Linked DNA regions of Mus musculus: regions 1 and 2 are each linked to region 3. A link is a contact called in public Hi-C data. All regions are on one chromosome and are shown on one strand. The core of a region is the stretch at or near the end of the contact, and the rest is flanking DNA. Distances in the headings are between cores, read along the strand shown. Region 1 overlaps Aopep (aminopeptidase O). Region 2 overlaps Aopep (aminopeptidase O). Region 3 overlaps Aopep (aminopeptidase O).

Region 1 (4,667 bases), core at 797-3,296, 140 kb before region 3:
ACAGGCCTTGGGTGTCTGGAAGATACTTCATAAACCTCAAGAAGAATTATTGTTACAACCTGCCCAAATTGAGGCAGGTAAGCACTTAGAGATTCTTCAGTGTCTGGTGAATCACAGTAGCACCCACAGCTAGAATTATAATCTGCAATTTAAGGTTACAGGGTTTTTCCATTGTGTCTGAATAGAGGGCATGTTAACAGATGAAAAAATAGAATTCTCTTTGATGTTGGTTTCTTTAGCTATATAAGTTCTCTTGAGGCCTGTGAGTCAGACCCTAGGAATTTTCTTTCAATTCCTCCTTTGCCTTTCTGGGAGTAACATGACAATGGGGCTAGCTGGGTTCTGCTCTGTTTCACTCGAAGGTTGATTTCATTACATTTATACTGAAAGTGCATTAGAAAGGGACCAGAGACATAGCTCAGTTGGTAGAGTACTTACCTAACATGCAGGAAGCCCTAGGTTCAATTCCCAGCACTATGTAAACCAGGCATATGCCAGTAATCCCAGCACACAGGAGGTAGAGACAAGATGATCAGGAGTTCAAGGCCATTCTCATCTACATGGTGAGTTTAAGGCCAGCCTGGGATGCATGACCCTGTCTCCAAAGCCCAAAAGGATATTGAAAAGAGTGCTCTTTTCAGAAGTGCCAGCCTCTGGCAAGTAGTGTGAAGAATGCCTAGATTACTTTTTGATAAGCTGTGATTTTTTTTTTTTTTTGAACACTATACCTATAACTGTCATTGGTTCATTGTCCTACCTCACCCCAGGTCACTTATTCTAGGATTTTCCAGAATGGAATCTTTAATTTGCCTATAGACAGGTACATAGCGGCTCATAGCTGTAATCCCAGTACTTGAGAGATAGATTCAGAAGAATCAGAAGTTGAAGGGTAGCCTCAGCTATATCCTGAGTTCAGAGCTACCTGGGCTCCATGAGTTCTCAATGAAAAGTCAATAAATAAAACGGCTATTGCATCTCTCCCTCTCTAAGAACTGTCAGTAACTTCAACAGTTTCTCTATGATGATATTTGAGATCACATTACTGAAGGTAGAATTTACTTTAATTTGGGTGGAAGGTTGCTTTATTGTTTCAAATCTTATCCACCCATGACCCCCATAATTCTAAGATCTATAAGATCGTTGCTTTCATTAGCTTAGATTGAAATCACTCAGTCACTTCAGGCACCTCAATAAATATTTGACCTATAATTTTCACTGCTGCCCAAAAGCAAACAAGCCAATACTTAAACTGCCTTTTCTATCTTTTTTTTTTAAAGATTTACTTATTTATTATATGTAAGTACACTGTAGCTGTCTTCAGACACACCAGAAGAGGGCATCAGATCTCATTATGGATGGTTATGAGCCACCATGTGGTTGCTGGGATTTGAACTCAGGACCTTTGGAAGAGCAGTCAGTGCTCTTACCCACTGAGCCATATCTCCAGCCCCACTGAACCGCCTTTTCTAATAAACCTGTTTGAACCACTGTCTTCTTTTGTGTTGTCCAGGTATGATAACACCTGCAATCATATGGAATACCCTTGCAGGTTCCAGAGTGCGTCCGCTGCCTCCCAGGACATCATTCCTTATCGAGTGTTTGCCCCAGTGTGCCTTGAGGGTGCCTGCCAAGAGGCCCTGCTGTGGCTGATCCCTTCTTGCCTCTCAGCTGCACACTCTGTCCTGGGAACACACCCTTTCTCCCGGCTGGACATACTCATTGTCCCCACCAACTTTCCAAGTCTGGGAATGGCCAGGTATGCTGCTCATCATGGCATGTGGAACATGCTTAAAATGTCTAGGAACTAATAGAGGAATATTTTTCTCAAACTCTGTCAGGAGTTTCGTTTGCTTTGGGTAGAAGGGGTTCATTGTTCCCTCCTGGATATCTTACTGCTAGCTTCAGGGGATAGTTTTCATGATTGCTCAGTTGTTGTTAGCTTGGGTGATGAGAACTTACTGCTAATGAGTCCAAGGTCATACGTCAGACTCTAAGCACAGTAACAAAACCTGGTCCCAGGGCCACAGCTGTTCACCTAATCCTGACCAGCTGCCTCATCCATTCTCACCATTGGTCACAAGGCTACAACTTGAGAGCCCCATGTCAGAGCATGAATCTATCCACAGTGCTGGAAAAACAGCTAAAAGCAGATGGTTTACTGTGGGGGAAGGATATAACGACTTGTTCCTGTCTTTAATACAGTAAATGAATTATTTTTACTGTGCCTCCATCTGATTCTGACAAAAAGTAGAAACTTGCTAGTTGACCCTTTGCTCTGTTAATTACAGTCCCACTGTCTATTCACACAGTGATGGGAGAACAGCTCTGTCCCACAGAGAAAAGATGGCGCATGAACCTTGACTATGCTTCTGTTTGCAACTCCTAATCACTAACAGGGCTGTGCTTGACTAGGGTGGGAAAGCAAGCTCATCAGACATGTGGCTTTGAGTTTTTCCCTATTAGTCAAGGAAATTCTTGCTGCCAATTAATTTCCATGCTTTTGAACAGCTGTCATTTGTGGTGTCACCCCCCCCCCCAAAAAAAAAAAAACCCTGCACACATTTTTGGTAAAACCCTTGAGTAGAAAAGAACTGTCCAGAACATTTGCTTTTGATCTTTACTATACACACACACACACACACACACACACACACACACACAAACACTATACACACACATATACACCCCACACCACATTTTTAAAGGCTTGCTGTAATCCTTGAAGAGGTCTCAGAAAATTGTTTAGACTGATTTTTATCCTGTATTTATAAAGATAATGGGAATGTAAAAACTAGGATAATTATATATATGTGGTTGCATGCATTATATAATTGTCTTGATGTCTATATATAGTTTGTCTTAACAAGGAGACTTCTTTGGTTCCTTTGAAGAACTTATTGGTGAAGAAAGGGTTGTTCATTAAATGCATCTCATTTGTATACAGTTTTGAGGGGTTATATTTGTTTGGGAGGTTTTAGCACTTTATGAGCATTGTTTTTCAGGACATATTTGCTAACAACTATATGTTCTAGCCTGGGGGAACCAAAAGCAAAGTATTTTTCATGCATAGAACTTCTTGATAGCTCCTTCTTGAGACACAGTCTGCCAGAAGTAGAATGTGCTAACCTGCAGACTATTCTGTAAGCTTTTCCTTCCAAGTCTGCATGCCCAAGCAGGCAGATGGTAAAATTTTTGTTTTTTGAGATATTTAACATGATTTAATTATTCTTAGTGCTATATTTTTAAAATAATATACCTAAGTACCTGAAAGACAAATGGTGCTGTGTACTAAATGTCAAAACTGGGGTGTTAGCAACAACTTAGCCACCATGAGAGTGCTGTTAGGCTTCAGAACTGGAGAACTGTACAGAATTCTCAAATAGATCCTCCATCCCCACCCTACCTTTCCTTATTAGTCAGGAAATAGTCTGTTCTGGTTAAGTTATCTCCCGTATTTTGCTACTGTTCTTTGCAGTTGAACTGTGGAAGGGTGATTATGGTGTTGTGTACTCCTAGTTGGGGTGTAGATTTGGGGTAGACTTTTGTTTTATCAAACTCTGATTTAAATTGATTCTACTTGCTGGACTTGACCCTATAGATTTCTACCCTCTGAGCCACATATATAGCTGAGCACCTCAATGACTCAACCAGCTCCTGGAGCCTCACCTCTTTATCCCGTGCTCAAGGCTCTGCTGGAGCAAAGATGGTAGGCATAGAGGTCAACTCTGTGCCCCAAACAGGGATAGGGAGACTCTCAAATCTGAGATACCATCATGAGAAACCAAAATTCATCATGTCCTGATCATTATAGTGTGCTGGAGAATCAAAGGACTTCTTGGTAAATTAACTGGCTCTTTCCTGAGTCCCTGTTTTATAAACATGTAGCAGGATCATAAATTCCATAGCTCTGGGCTTCTTTAGCAATTACGTTTTAATTATAATGAGTACCATTTTAGTATTCCACTTTGGCAAATGGCATTCAGCATCTCCATGTGAACAAAAACAGGAAAATCATTAACTGTGTTAAAGGATTTTTAAAAATGTTTGGACAATACACAATGTTTTAAACATTATTTATCATAGCTTGAATAAGAATCCTTAAAACTCTCTTTTTTGGTCCTGTTTTTGAGCCAAATAGGTGACTCCAGTGAACTGAGGAAAACACATTTTTACAACTTGCAAGCTACATACTCTTGTCCCAGCCCTTTCCTTACTCACTGTTCCAAAGGAAAGGCACTTTCACTCTTGTCTGACTACCAGCTTGCATTTGGTCTTCCATGGCCCGCTCCATCTCATCTTTTACTCATTTGAGATATGTGGACTTTCTGGGTTTGTTTCATTTCATTTCTGCCTCTGTGAACATGGCATCTGCATGTTTTGGAGTAATAGGATGCAGTCATAAAGTTATGAATACATTTTAAATAAGTTTCTCATGTACAGAAAGTTCTCCTGCTGTTGAGATAATATTCCACCGTTTTCATTATGACCTCATGCATTCTCGTGTCTCAAGTTGAGATGGAACAGCCAACCCACTTTCCTTTTACTGAGAAATGAATGCAAAGGATGGTCTTGGTCACACTCCATACCTTGCTATAGTGTCAGTAATGTCAGTGACATGATAGCCTGGAACTAGACTTATGAATATTGCTTAAGGTGAACATGTGAGT
Region 2 (4,347 bases), core at 521-3,020, 160 kb before region 3:
CAGTAAGTTGGGAGCCAGCCTCCATCTGGGGCTAATCAGAGAAATGGTAGCAGCCATTCAGCAAGAAACAAAAATTAGAAGAGAGCCCTCTGAGTCTGTGTTCCATGAGGAAATCATTCCTCCTGATGGTCCTTTAAAGGAAGGCTAATGGTTAGGGGCTGTTGGGCAATGAGTATCATAAGAATTTTATTAGCTAAGTAGTCATTATTCTTTTTTTTTTCTTCCCCAGAAAGGCCACAGATGAACTTGTTTAACTCCTACTCACCTTCCTCAGCATGAAGCCATTTTGGCAGAAATGTTACCCATTGATCTATGCCAGTCTCTCCATCTCTACCTGCTATGCTTTGTGTTTAATAGGGCTCAGAAATGTATCTGTTGAATATGGTCTATGAAATCAAATGGAAGTAGCTCCTGGCAGAGGCATTTAAAACCACATAGTTAATGACAGAGGCAATACCATGTTCATAGCTTCCCCTATGAACATGGTTGCTGGTTTCTACCACACATGTTTAAAAAGAAGATCACTATGCTATCACTTTCCTCTAGTAATTTTTGTTTGTTTCTTCAAGATTTTATTTTTAAGTTGTGTTTACTTGAGTGTAGTGCTAGCAGAGGCCAGAAGAGGGCATCAGATCCTCTGGAGCTGGGGTTTTAGGTAGTTGTGAGCCCCTGGATGTGGGTGCTGGCAACCAACCTTGGCACCTCCAAGAGCAGTGTGTGCTCTTAGCTTCTGAGCTGTCACTCCAGCCCCCTGGCTTTACTTTTATAAATCTAATTTGGCATATTCCTACTCCTCAAATTAATGATTTTTTTTTAGGATCTTTGTCTGGTTCCCCCCCCCCCCATTTTTCAATTGTAAAGAGCATAAACGTTATTTCACTTTGGGCAAAATGCTATTCTCTGTCTGGACTGTACAATATGTCAGCTCTCTGACATTCTCTTCCGTATGACTGGGAAATTCCAGGAAAAATGACTAAGGAGCAAGACTCTCCCAGACAAAAAGCCAGCTTCCCCCACCCTATTTTGATGGCTCAAAATAAATAGCAGTGTTGAGAATGCTCCACATTCTCTCCATGTGAGAAGGCAGTAAATTAAAAAGCTTTAGGGGTGGCTATGATCAAGTAAGTACTTTGCCCACAAAAAGGAAATGCAAGGTAGAGTGTCCTAGTTTTGGAAGTAGAACCTCGGTACTGCATGCAGATGCTATGAAGAAGTGGGGTGGGCGTGCCTTAGAGTATACTTCACAGTGAACGTATTCCTTGTTTCCAGTAGACAGCTGCCCTCACATTGTGAGGGTTGTGTTTGGCTTTTCTATTGCTCATGTGGACTCAGATGATGTCTTACACTTTCCAGGGCTTTCATTCTGTGATTTGCTGTTCACTAGCTTGCTTGCCTCCTTGCTCTGCTTAGTATATACACAGAGTATGTTAGGATTTTTTTTTCTCTCTCTCTCAGACCACAGTGCTTCTGCCAGCATGTTTTATTTGCCCATTCTCACTGGTGTAAAATTTTTCTTGGATTAGACATACATGAATGTTTGCATGCAAGGCATTAATGTTTGTCTTGTGACCAACCATCTGGAAAGGTGGTATTCAGCCCACTGATGTCCTTTGTGTTTCAGGGGAGCTACTCATCTTCATTATGGTCATGTCTATCTAGGAGATCTGGTAGACTGGTGCCAGTGTTCCTTTAGGGAAGCCTTGAAACCATGGGATGCTCACAATCTACACAGCCCCTCTCGCTTCAGCAGGTGGCGCTCTTTTACCTTTGAAGGTTATTCTCTCCTAGTCGTCTGTGTCCAGGGCTATACTTCCTGCAAAGAGAGAGACCTGAGACCTCTGTGTAGGGTGGCATTGGCCTGTGAAGCCATTGTCTGGCCTGGTAAGGGAAAGCTGATGGGCATTGGCCCACCTGATGCCAGTTTCAGCCCTCGAACAATAGTGAGGAAGACTGATGTGGACAAGGCTTTGCCAGAGGGGCCAAAAGCTCATAAAGTAGGTCATGTAATTGCAGTGTCTCAGTTGTAACAGAAAGAATGCTGGGGTTTGCTGAAGTACCTGGGGATGGAGAAGGATACCATGAGGGGAAGAACAATGAAATGAGGAGCCTGCATTCCTTCCAGTGTGTACATAGTGCTTACACATGTTCCTGTGGTGTTCATATTTATATAATGTGGTTATCATATACTCATAAATGCACGTATTCCTATACAGCTTGCATTTGTAATGACCTTCCCAAAGCATTACTGCCATATGGAGTAATTTGGGCAGGGAGCTCTGAAGAAGGGATTGTGGCTAGAGAAATAGTCTTAAGATAGGAACTACATTGGATCTGAGAAGAGAAACATGATATGTCACATAAGAGCACACTGACATCACTGAGGGCTTCACTCTGTTGGTCTACCCGACAGCAGAAAGCTTCCAAGGTTACATGAGTGCTTCCAGTAGGAAAACTTTGTATGCCCTTTTAAATTTTCAGAGAAAACAACAATTTCTTTTTAAAATCTCATGTATCTGGCTGGCCTTAAACTGGTTTTTGTTTATTGATTTTTATTCTTGTTGTTATTTTTTAAATTAAGACAAGATCTCATGGTGATCAAGCTAGCCTCAAGCTTGCTATGCAGTCAATCATGAACTTGAATTTGTGTCCTACCTTTACCTCCCAGGTGCTCACATTGCAAATGTGTCCCACCATATCTTGTCTAAGCCGTGCATGGGATTTAACCAATTTAATTTCCCTGTACGCAAGGCAAGGACTCTGCCAATTTAACAACAACCTTTTGCCACTAACTCTTTAAATATCAGGCATTCTTGCCTGTGCAGAAATAGCTGTGTGTGATGGTTGCTGCCTTTGGAGTTTTAGTGATATACCAGGTATACAGGACTTGACTACCCACATTAGTTTACTATTGCTAATTGATATGACCAAAATGTGTCTACAGGACTTTGATTTTCTAATTTTTTCATTTTATAAAAATGCCCGTCTCAAATATTTAAGATTTTCACAAGTGTAAGATACAAAGTCACACTCACATCCCCTTGGTATCCGGCTGTCACCCACCGAGCTGAGGCTGACTCCTTGTCATCTTTGCCTCTCCTCACTTGTACCTTATTACCTCCTTATGAAGAGAGTCTCCAAAGCTGTTCTGAGGACAGTTTTCCAAGCAGTGAATGAAGCAGCACCTCAGGTGATGGTGTTAGCATTTCTAGGCTATGATGTACCTACTTTGAGAAGTGAATTCTAATTGTGGTGTATTTAGTGTGGTGGGCATCACACCCAGAGCTCTGTGCGTGCTGCCTGAGTACTCATAGTTGAGCTGCACCTAGAGCCAAACCCAACTTTTTAGATCATCTCTTTTGACTTGAAAATTAGTCCCTTTCAAGTCCTGTTATCCTTCCAAAAATCCAGTTATCTCTAAAGAAACTTTCAGTTCTGTTTTGAAGATGAAAATGTTTGAGTCTTATTGTAGCTGCTACCATGCTTGTAAGACAGATGTCTCATGGCACAACAGCCTTGTGAGATTATTGAAATAGGCCTCTAAATATGCTCTAATTTAAGAAAATGGTATTGGGGTATACAGTATAAAAAAGTTCTGATCTCTGTTTGAGGAGGGCTCATAAGCCCACAGTTAAAGAATCTGTGTGAAAGGGAGGACAAACTTGGCTGCTCAAGTCAGAGAACGAGAGCACTATTAATTCTGGGTGTCTCCAGAGCCCCCATCTCTGCTGCCTTGTTAATTAGTCCAGACCTGGCTATGAAGTCATCCAGGGGTATGACGGGCTTCTGGCTTCTACAGAGGAAAAACTTTGGGCTAATTTAAGTACAGTGTGTTCTCTTTGTTTTACAGCTGGTCCTGTGAGGGGGTTGGGTACAAGTGCAATGAATAAAAAAGAAAATGAAGGCATTCACTATCTATTTCATGGAGGACAGCTCACTGAAAGTAAACACCATTTAAATAGTCTCCAAATGGCCCATTCTATATGAAGTCATGCAGGATGCCCCCTTTGGGCTGTCGCTCTCCTTTAAATGGATCACTTTGTTTTCATTGCGTTTGAGTGCCATTCAACCTTAAACTCCAAATGTGGGCCTCATCAGGTCATGGTTTTAGGGCACATGTGGCAGCCATACCTTCAAGCATCCTGTTTCTGCCTCCAGAATAGTTATCCTGGATGGCTAGGAGAGGCAGCTGTAGAACAAAGTGGTTTAGATGATGACAGCCCAGTGACAATGACAGGGACAAACACTGTGGTCAGCACTGTGCCTCAAGACTTGTACCTGTTTATCCACTTTATTCCTCACATGATTCTGTGAGGTAGGCATTACGATTGTTCCTCTAGTACATACAAG
Region 3 (4,541 bases), core at 1,854-4,353:
GGAGGGGTGCTGCTTCATAGCTTGCTCAGCCCACTTTCTAATAGAACCCAGAACCCCAAGCCCAGGGGTGACACCATCTTCAATACACTGGGTCCTCTCTCATCAATCACTAACAAAGAAAATGCCTTACAGGCTTGCCTGCAGTCCGATCTTATGGAAGCAGTTTCTCATCAATTGAAGTTCCCTCTTCTCACATGACTCCAGCTTGTATCAAGTTGACATAAAACCAGCCAGCACAGGTGGTGATTCTTCTGCAAAACTGATATCAGATGTGGCTATTTATTATTCAGAAGTAGACCTAAAATGTATACGTATTTCCCCCCTTTCTTCCTCAGTACTGGATATGAAGCTCACGGCTTCACACATGCAAGGCATGTGCCTGGCTACCATGCTGTGGTGGCAATAATTTCCTTTTCTTTTATACCTGGCCCCCAGGACAATAGCTCAGGTTCTCCGATAGAGTTCAGAGGCCTTTATTTAGGACCTTGGGCATAGGAAATAGGGAAGAAGGGAGGGGGAAAGAGGAAGAAGAGGGTGAAAAGGAAGAAATTTATAGATGTGGCATATGGCCTCTTCTGTTGGTTATAAATTTGCATTTTGAGTTCTGACTGCATTCCTTCAGGACAAAGTTCTTAGGGCAGAAACACAGCAGTTTTCACTGAGGCAGCACAGTACACTTTAGTTTGTGAGGTCTGTGTCTTTTAATCTCCATGATGCGGTATGGAGTTCATTTGGATGCCCTGAGCCCTTTGGCTCCACAGGCCTGGATTTTATTGTTGTAGATATTTACTGAGGCAACACACTGGGCTCACAAAGAAACTTTTGTTGTAGTTGTGGAGATTAGCACAGCATCCATGGCCTGTGTGGCTGCCAACCACCCACTGCATCCCTTTGACAAGGCGGGACGCCTTTCCCAGTGGGACCATGCTTTGCTTAGCAGACTTAAGTCTCATTAAGAATTCTCCTTAAATATTAAAGTGGTCTCTTGCCTACAAAAAAAAAAAAAAACAAACAAACAAACCTACTTCACCAAGTATATTCGAGTACATTTTTAAACTTAAACATCTTCTTGCCTGCTAACTAATCTCAAAATCTAGTTTGCCTATTCAAGCAGATGGCTTGCTCTATTACCTATGCAGCATATTGTACTAATTTTATGTGGGCCTCCAAAGACTGCACATCTACCCCCCGGAGCCTCTAATCTTTGGCCCCGGTTGCAAACTGATCCTCTGGTACATCTGTTAGGCACTTGAGCCATGCTGAGCAGGCAAGGCTTCGCCTGTCACACTGAGTTGTTAGCGTCAAGCTTCCTCTGCACCTTTGTCTTGCCCCAGCTTACTAACATTCTCTGTGGAGCATCTCCTGTAACAGGCTGTAGTCTGGACTATGGGAGAAGGGAGAGAATAAATCCAATGATAGCCTTCAAAGAGATCCTATCCAACTACCAAAATCACGGGTCATTATAATCACCCATACAGGACATTAGAATCAGCACATGCAGAGAGAACACTGTAAGGTCGGGGTCCTGGGGCGGGGGGTTACAGATAGCAGACTCATCAGCCCTGAATTTGAAATGAGACCTAAAGGCAGAGCCTAGGTCTTAGGATGTTGGGGGGTGAAAAGGAATGGGAGGCTAGAAGCTCTACTAGACAACACTAGTGCATTTGAGTCAAAAGATCTTGAGAACTGGAATTATTTCAGTGATGGTTACAGTGCCAGTGGGCTTTAAAGCAAAGAACAGTCATGGGTTGTTTGAGAGGTACCACAGTTAAAAATGGGTGAGTTGTTGTCAAGTTGAATGAAGAAATCAGATGTGAGCCTGGCTTTTCTTTCTTGGCCCCTGAGCTGCATTCTGAAGTTCAGTGGATAGCAGCTGCTTGTCCCTGGAATCAGTATTGAGGGGAAGGAGATAGTACTCAGGAGGACATCTAGAAGGACCCATGTACCATCCTCCCCCTGCCAAAAACCTATGCTCCCCCAGAGAATAACTGGTCCAGCAACCTTGGTCCCCAGGTTCTGGTGTCAGCCACAGCTACTGATTAATCTTGCCCATCAATTACAGTATTTGTGTGTGCATGTTCATCTGTTTGTTTACCCCCCTCCTGCTCTTCCTCCCCCACAGAGCAGGGAGCACTCACTTGCCCTGCCTCATAAGCAGTCTTCATTATCTACCTGAGCACAAATGCTTTGTTTTGATCAAGAAAATGAGCAACATCATGGAGAGCTCTGAGACATAAAAAGCATAACTTATTAGCAATTTAAAAACCTGTATAGAAGTTAAGTTGTGCTCTCAGACAAGTTGGCATTTCCATTCCAAACTCTGATCCTTTTCTGTATCCAGTACCTAGATGTTCAAAGTTATTGAGGCCTGGCATTTGCTTCCTGTGAAACTGGTGGGAGTGTGTGCTGGGTTGTAGAGGGAAAATGTGAGGGCTAAAATCCCAGGAGGCTGAAGGCAGGAGCCAAGAATGATAGCAGCATGGTACTCAGTCACCAGCAAGCTGATGGGCCCATGAGAGACACAGGTGATAGTTGCTGCTTCATTCACCACAGCAGCTCAGAAGTCAACAGCAAGACGTCCAGGTGTGTGCAACCCGTCTTCCTGCAAGCCTGTGCTTATTTCTGCTCACGTCCACATCATGGAGAGATCACTTACGTGTTCCCTTTCTAAGCTCTGAACACAGCTTACTTTTCTAAGCGGTGTTGTGTCAGGGAGAAAAGCACGTTCTGGTTCCTTCTCTATTAACTAATTATGACCACATTTATAGCCCAGAGGGTCTCAAGATAGCCCATGGAAACTCCACGCTGCCATGTGAAGTGTGGCGCACACACACACACACACACACACACACACACACAGCCTGTGGGTAGCACTACCTGCTGCTCCCAGTACCAGGTCTCAGGCGTAGGGTGGGAAGAGTGAATGCCCTCGTACAGATCTGAAGGCCATGCACCATGGGTCTGTATCCAGTTAGCTGTCTGCTGTATAAAATCAGTTTCTGTAGTGATGAGACATGCAGATGGGTCATTTTCTGTGTGTCCTGGCTACATGGAAATTCCTCTGCTTGTCTGCTGGGATCGTTTGAGTGACCTCAGAGGGAAAACACGCACCACCAGCTTAGACACTGTGGTGACTGTGACAGGCAGCTGTTCACTTAATCACTGCTGTGTCATTTCTATAGTAATGATCAAAACAGCAAAACTATCATAGATGCTCACTTTGCTCTGAAAACACATGGTCCACTTTTTCCCGGGGTGGGGGGTGGAGCAAGAAGTATCATTGTATGGTGGCTCCCTTGCTTTTTAGGGAGCGAGTATTAATGCATGACTCTTCTTCTGATTGCCTAACGTTTTATTCCACGGTTCCCAGACAGGCTTAGTGCACTAACAGCAGAGCTTAGAAGTCCCTCCAGCAACTCTGGCTTTGGCCAGAATCCACCTAGGTTGTAGACTGAACACTTGCTCAGGTGGTCATCATCCACTTCACATAGCTACCATGAGGACCAAATGACTGTGCTTATAAGATGCTTTCAATCTTTCCAGAGAAAAGTGGCCTGAAAATTTAAACTGTCTTCAGTTAAGGCAGGAGAGTTTTTGCTCCTGACTAGCCTAGAGAGCTCTCCTGTTCTCACATCTCTGCCCCTAAAGGCTCTCTTCTTCTTTTAAAATGTAATTGGAGAGCTGACAAGCAGGGCAGCCACAGCAGGAAGCAGGCCACCTTTAGGGGTGAGAAGTGTTAGCAAGAAGGGACAGCTGTGTTGGGCACACATGCACACATGCACAGGCTCTGTGTCTATGGTGTGTTTATACCACTGCAGAAAGGGATTCGTGGTGAAGCCCAGGCTCCACATGGAAAGGAAAGCAGAGCTTTATAAATGTCAATCCCAGCTCTTCAGGTACTGTCTGTGCAGCCTTAGGTAAGTTTCCTCAGCCCTGAGGACTTTGTTCAATTCCATGTAGTGCACAACAACACTGGATCTGTGCTGTTCCTCTAAGGCTTAGGTGGATGTGTTCTGTACTGCTCTTATATAGTAAGTACATAGATGGCAGCTGCCACTTCTGTGCCTCCACTTGGCAGTGCTAGAGAGATCTTCATTTTCTTTCTGTTTTTGTGCCACCAGAGAGTCTGTGTGAAGAAACTGAATATGGCAGCAGTATCTGCTTCACTACTAGCCAGTGAACAAGTCATCAACATTGGCCAAAGATGGGCACAGTAGTGGTCACATGCCTTCTGGGGAATACTGTCTGGTAGAGATTAATAGAAGCCAGAGTCTACTGCCAGTCTTTCAGCCTTCCATACCCTTTCCCAGCATTCTATGTCCTTGGCATGGGTGGCACATACTCAGGGAACTGAGGTAGAAGGACCTTGAGTTTGAAATCATCCTGTGCTATATAGACACTATGTCTCTAAAGTAAGTGCATGTGCACACACATGCACACATACCAACAAATCAGCAGCTTGCCATGTGGCCTCCCTGCCTCTAGCCTCTTCCTTGTTTTGAAGTCATGGTGGTCTGTTCTCACACCGTGCTAGGTGCTAC

What was found. Hi-C and Micro-C count contacts between places; a contact is called where the count stands out from the background.
Region 1: a Hi-C map of muscle stem cells shows a contact between it and region 3, with 2.0 times the contacts expected there. The contact joins two enhancer-like sites. A contact is called at or near these places in 3 of 484 Hi-C or Micro-C datasets (bone marrow-derived macrophages, muscle stem cells and nephron progenitors) and 2 of 9 other capture datasets (adipose tissue and liver).
Region 2: a contact with region 3 is called in a Hi-C map of muscle stem cells, with 3 times the contacts expected there. The contact joins two enhancer-like sites. A contact is called at or near these places in 1 of 15 datasets of contacts at CTCF or cohesin (large pre-B cells), 6 of 484 Hi-C or Micro-C datasets (the HL-1 cell line, bone marrow-derived macrophages, embryonic fibroblasts and 2 more), 1 of 115 datasets of contacts at active chromatin or transcription factors (pancreatic cancer cells) and 1 of 9 other capture datasets (embryonic stem cells).

Annotation. Positions count from the first base shown.
Region 1 is chr13:63,066,530-63,071,196 of GRCm38.p6, forward strand. Aopep (aminopeptidase O) reads left to right here. Exons shown (of 16, transcript NM_001289926.1): 5 at 1,511-1,756. Among named protein-coding and RNA genes, the nearest start is that of Gm46422, 26 kb to the right of the region's middle. Within about 2 kb of position 2,047, at least 14 of the 459 cell types and tissues checked have an H3K27ac peak or open chromatin away from gene starts, as enhancers often do. A contact at or near this core is called in muscle stem cells, where this site is marked.
Region 2 is chr13:63,045,056-63,049,402 of GRCm38.p6, forward strand. All of the region lies in intron 3 of Aopep (aminopeptidase O), which reads left to right. Among named protein-coding and RNA genes, the nearest start is that of Gm46422, 48 kb to the right of the region's middle. Within about 2 kb of position 1,771, at least 75 of the 459 cell types and tissues checked have an H3K27ac peak or open chromatin away from gene starts, as enhancers often do. A contact at or near this core is called in muscle stem cells, where this site is marked.
Region 3 is chr13:63,202,843-63,207,383 of GRCm38.p6, forward strand. All of the region lies in intron 10 of Aopep (aminopeptidase O), which reads left to right. Among named protein-coding and RNA genes, the nearest start is that of Gm30409, 73 kb to the left of the region's middle. Within about 2 kb of position 3,104, at least 24 of the 459 cell types and tissues checked have an H3K27ac peak or open chromatin away from gene starts, as enhancers often do. A contact at or near this core is called in muscle stem cells, where this site is marked.